Linked DNA regions of Sus scrofa: region 1 is linked to region 2. A link is a contact called in public Hi-C data. All regions are on one chromosome and are shown on one strand. The core of a region is the stretch at or near the end of the contact, and the rest is flanking DNA. Distances in the headings are between cores, read along the strand shown.

What was found. Hi-C and Micro-C count contacts between places; a contact is called where the count stands out from the background.
Region 1: a Hi-C map of liver shows a contact between it and region 2, with 8 times the contacts expected there. The contact joins two enhancer-like sites. A contact is called at or near these places in 3 of 47 Hi-C or Micro-C datasets (epiblast stem cells, liver and skeletal muscle).

What each region holds. Positions count from the first base shown.
Region 1 is chr14:103,342,747-103,345,490 of Sscrofa11.1, reverse strand. No RefSeq gene overlaps it. Among named protein-coding and RNA genes, the nearest start is that of TNKS2, 52 kb to the left of the region's middle. Within about 2 kb of position 1,285, at least 3 of the 83 cell types and tissues checked have an H3K27ac peak or open chromatin away from gene starts, as enhancers often do. A contact at or near this core is called in liver, where this site is marked.
Region 2 is chr14:103,231,514-103,234,312 of Sscrofa11.1, reverse strand. No RefSeq gene overlaps it. Among named protein-coding and RNA genes, the nearest start is that of PPP1R3C, 46 kb to the left of the region's middle. Within about 2 kb of position 1,427, at least 7 of the 83 cell types and tissues checked have an H3K27ac peak or open chromatin away from gene starts, as enhancers often do. A contact at or near this core is called in liver, where this site is marked.

The DNA of each region.
Region 1 (2,744 bases), core at 36-2,535, 110 kb before region 2:
TAAGGTCCTCAAAAGGTACAGCCTGTATGTTAACAAGGCTGTTTAATCTCTAATTCTTTAACTCTTTGGATTTAAATAATTGAAAATTTTATTTTAGGAATACAAACAAAACCCACCACTCATTAAGACATTACGTTCTTTTGGTTATGTCCTTTCTCAGGGAACTTGCCCTCATTTTAAAGCTTCTTTTCTTGGCTGCACATTAAGGGTGAGGAAGTGTTCTGCTAGCAAAGCTCCTTTCCTTTTTCCCAATGATGTCTTGGACCATCCTGATGCTTCATTAGGTTGAACTCAAAGGAACCTCTGAAGGACAAGTGTAAAAAAGGGTAACCCACTTTGAAAACCTCTGGTATAGTCTATCTTCCAAGAATTATCTCACTGTGAAAAATCACAAAGTAAGAACAAACAAGCAAAAAAAAAAAAGAAGTGAGGATTTTTCTAAAACACTTATTATTGGTCACTGAATTTTTTTTTTCACATAATCACACACACACAATTTTTTCATACAGTCATTGAACACTACCAGCCACTGTTCTAGGTGCTGGTATTTACCAGTGAGCAAAACAAGACTCTGGCTTTTATGAAGATTTATATTGTAATTGAGGCAGACAGAAAAGGAAAAAAATGAATGAGAAAATTATATAGAATGTTCAATAGTGATAAGTGGTATCTGAAGAGAAATAAAGCACAGAATGGGGAGATGGGTGCCACTATTTTAAATAGGGGGCTCAGGGAAAGCCCAGAGGAAATGAGGGAAACAACCATGTAGATTTGGAGGAAGAGTATTCCAGGTAGAGGGAACAGTAAGTGCAAAATCTGAGTATAGAATCTATAATGGTTTAAAACAAATAAAAAAATACGGAAGTATTTATAATGGAAAGCAATGAACCCTTGTTTTACCCCTTCCTCTGCAGCCCCACAGCCCAAAAGAAAACATCATATTTGTTTCTGTTTTAAGTTTTGGTGCTTATTTCCAGGTCTCTAATTTATATGCTCATATACCATCATCCTGATTTATCAACTTGAAATGTTACATATTAACCTCCCACATCAGATGAAGATTTAGCTCCCTCCCTCCTTGCTCTTCCCAATATCCGATAGATGTACATGACATTTTTAGTCAGGACTTTAGCGACCATTATGACTTTAATAGACTTAAACATCTATTTATGGCTTCCCAAACTGATTTTGGGAAAGAACAACTGGAATTGGGAAGTATAGACAGATCCATGGGATTGGGCAAAGGTCACCAGTCTTGATATTGGCTCAAAGTCCAGAGCTGTTGAAGAGGCACATAGAGTTCAAAGCTGGTCAAAGTCTAGATCAACCTCCATGGACAAAGATGATGAAATGTGAGTGACATTGGTCAAGGTGCACACAGAGATTAGGAGTGGGAAGTACAAGTGGTCTGGGGCTGGTGTGGGGATCTGTTCATGGGAGAGACTAGTTTTAAGGGCAAGAAATGTGAATATCTGGAGAGACGGAGGCACTGGGCAATCTTCCACAAGCAGAGAAGTAGCCTCTTCACTGCAGAATTCTAGTTCTTTGCTGGTGCACCGTGCCATCCACTTGCTTATTGGGTCTGAGATTCCTTATTTGCTTCCTCTGCTCTGCTCTAAATCCCAGCAAGCCTTCCCCTCTAGATTGTATTTCCCAAGCTTCCTTGCCAACTGGTTTCTGTCTATTTTTCACAGATGTAGAACCCAGGAGGGAGACTAGAAGAAAAAAGAAAAGGTGAAGCCAGGGTATTACATCAGGGGGTGTTTTGTTTGTTGTTTGTTAGTTTGGTCTTTTCCAGAGCTGCACCCATGGCATATGGAGGTTCCCAGGCTAGGGGTCTAATTGGAGCTATAGCTGCCAGCCTATGCCAGAGCCGCAGCAACTCGGGATCCGAGCCATGTCTGCGACTACACCGCAGCTCACGGCAATGCTGGACCCCCAATCCACGGAGTGAGGCCAGGGATCAAACCCGTGACCTCATGGTCCCTAGTCGGATTCATTAACCACTGAGCCACGATGGGAACACCTAGTGGGTGTTTTGAGTTTCCAGTTTCTGCCTTGGTGCTCTGACTTCTGGGTTTTGATAATATGGTATTGCAACTTCCTGCTGTTGTGGATTTCTGGGTTATCTCATTGTCCTTTGTTTAGCCTCTCAATTTTTCCAACACTTTTATGACTGGTTCCCTGTATTAACTTATCTCTGCTGAACCATATGGCAGAAGCTCCACTTTTCCAAGATAATTCTGATTAATATACGTTCTACACAATGAAGAGACTTTCCTATTACTCAATTAAATCCATTAATTTCTGATTAGTAAATGAAGATATACTGGTTTTTGGAAGTTTCCAAATTATGATCATTTTTTTAACCTTAGCTTTGACTTCCTTTCCTTTTAGTGGCATCTTTTCTTTCACACATGATTTTTTCCTAGTGTCTCTGAGACACTTCAGCAATGGCATCGCACATAAGATGCTGGACACTTAAATTATTTTCATAGATTCCCAGCCAGATGGTGTATGTCAAGTGATGGTATAGGCACAAAACGTTGTAGAACAAAATGATAATTCAGATGTAAATAAACTATTCGAGCATATGGCATCCACCCTGGTGTTTTTGGAGGTAAAACCGTGGAGTCAAATATGTCTTAACCTTTCTAAAGTTTACCAAATAGCTGGTAGATCAATGATATACATATTTATGAGGAAGTTCCAGAGGTTATCATGGGATTTATGGGCTAATAGGT
Region 2 (2,799 bases), core at 178-2,677:
CTATTCAGCTCCAGCCAGTTGTTGTCAGGTGGGAATATAAATTCCATATTGTCAACTCTTCCATAATTCAATAGAAACCAAAAAAAAAAAAAAATCTGTGTTTTATTGTTAAATATGATTTTAAAATAGTAGGTCAACATTATATATTTGTTGGGTGGGAAGCATCTTGAGGTTGAATTTTGTATCTGATTAATTCAGCAGGTACAAATGGGTAATAAGGTTTTTCCAATTGCTTTCTTCCTCCCAGAACACTGAATGAAACATCTAGAACTGGTGAAAGACAAAAGTGTGTATGTCGCTTGTCATTTGTATTTTAATTGTTTCAGTGTTTCATTTCTCTCTTTCAAACTAGAGTAAAAGCAACTTGAAGGCAGAGAGTATGTCATCTATTACATCGGTCTCTTCCTTTTTAAGGAGAGTTCCCCCAAATTCCATATGACACTGTCACTTACAAATCTTTGGATAGAACATAGTTACATTTCTGGGTATCTGGGAAATTGGGTCAGTTGCTCAGCTAAAAACTGGGGTCCTATTAATGAAGGAAAAGGGATACTGGGGAGTCACCAGCAGTCACATGGCCCTGAAAACTAAGGGACACTGAACCTGGCAGTCACTGAACTCCATGCTATAGTAAATATCATGAATTGTGGGATGTCAGAATTAGAAGTGGTCATAGAGGCTTCTGGTCCACTTTACAGGCAGTACTTTGAGGACTGGAGTAGCGAAGGGACTTACCCAGAGTTACCCAATAAAAGCAGTCCTTCTAATTCTGTCTTGTGCCCAGTGTCTTCATTAGCGTTCAGCCTGATTCCTCCTGCCCTTGTGATGAATCCAGGCTTCCTCACCTTACTGCCCCCTCTGAACTCAGCACCATTGCACTTTCTTCCCTAATCAAGTCTCCACCTCTGTCTTTCTCAGTCCCTCCAGCCCAAAGTTTTCATCACAGGGAGGAACTTGTGTTGATTAGTAGAGGCTTCCAGGGATGGTTTCCCGTGGATATTTTGAGGGTTCAGTAGAAAAAAAAAAATCACTGGGATTGATTAATGCAATCTGCTGTGATTGTTGCTCAAGCAATGGAGACTTTTAGGAGATTTTGTTATCTAAGCCCTGATTCCCTTTAGCAATGAGGAAAAAGCCTTCTTTGTGGCCATATTGATCAATGTCTGGCAGTCACGTGTGACAGCCTCGTTCCTAAAGCTGGGAAAATCTCCTACCTCCTCACAGCCATCAGGCAGGGGGTAGGTGGTGGTGTGACTTTTCACATATCAGGAGCTCAAGGCCATTCATCATCTGGTGCACAGACTGCAACAGGCCACTGGGGCAGCCCATCTGATCCTGTCTTGCATCAGAAAGATAACACTTATCACCACTCCACAGACTGAGCTTATAAAAATAGATGGGATTAGGCTGTGACTAGTGCCCTGGAGTCACCAAGGCGGTGAGGTTCCAGTGACAACTCTGGCACAAGCCAGGTGCTAAATATATCTTGCCCACAGTGAGGACAAGGACAGTGTCAGGGAGCACACCGGCCGCATGATCCTTCCAGTCACGAGGGGAGAAACCCCAAACACTCTGCCCTCAGTCTATTCCCGAACCAGGCTCAGGTCCAGACTGAGAATAGCTTCCCTGGCTCCTGGCCAAGTGTCCTACTCATGGTCCCCAGATAAGGCATCATGGGTCATATCCTGACAAGCATGTGGGCACCACGTGTGGAAGAGGTGGCAGGACTTCTGGGCGTGTATGGAGACAACTCTTTGGTTCAGGGAGAGCATACCTTCTACGTGCTTCATGGACTGTGGGAAATGGGGGAGACCCTGGGCTAAAGGCGGAGGGGTTTGGAAGAGCTCACCTCCCCCTGCACATCCACAAAAGGGGCCAATCTGGGTCACTCCCAAATGGATCCATGGCTGATTACTTGCATTTGGTCAGATGTGCCTATTCTTGCCCTAGCATTTCATTTCTTTGAACAGCATGCATCTGTTACCAGCTCTGTTAAAATTTTAATTACATATTACATTATAACTTTTTTTTTTTTTTTCTTTTTAGGTCTGTGCCTTCGGTATACGGAAGGTTTCCAGGCTAGGGGTTGAATTGGAGCTGCCGCTGCTGGCCTATACCACAGCCACAGCAACGTGGGGTCTGAGCCTTGTCTGAGATGTACACCATAGCTCATAGCAATGTCGGATCCCTAACCCACTGGGCAAGGCCAGGGATGGAACCTACTGCATCCTCACGGATACCAGTCAGATTCACTTCTACAGCACCATTTTTATTATATCATTTTTATTATGAAACTTGAAACAATACAGAAATTGGTTGAGGAAGAAAATGAGAATTTCTGTTTTTCCTTCTCTCTCTCCAGTTCTACTTGTCTCCAGGAGTAATTGCAGTCAACAGTTTGATATATATCTTACATACTTTTTCTATGTGCATACCACACAGTACACCAAGGCCTCTGCATCACAATACACACACACACACACACACACACACACACACACACACACACAGAAGATAGTATAGTATAAAAAGTTACGAGTAGTCCCTGTAAGGTTGCCTGGGTTCAGAGAGTTGTTTTTTATTGGGCAGATTACCTTGCTTTTCTGTGCCTCAATTTCTTCCTGTGTAAAGAAAGGCTAAGATTGGTCTCTATAGGGTTGTTGTGAGGATTAAATGAGCATTGATATTTAATGCTTTTAAAATGGTGACACAGAATAAGGACTTGTCATTATTACTTAGGGAAATAAAAGAGCATATTATTTTTCTTTCATTGTATAAAAAATTACACCAAAATTTAGT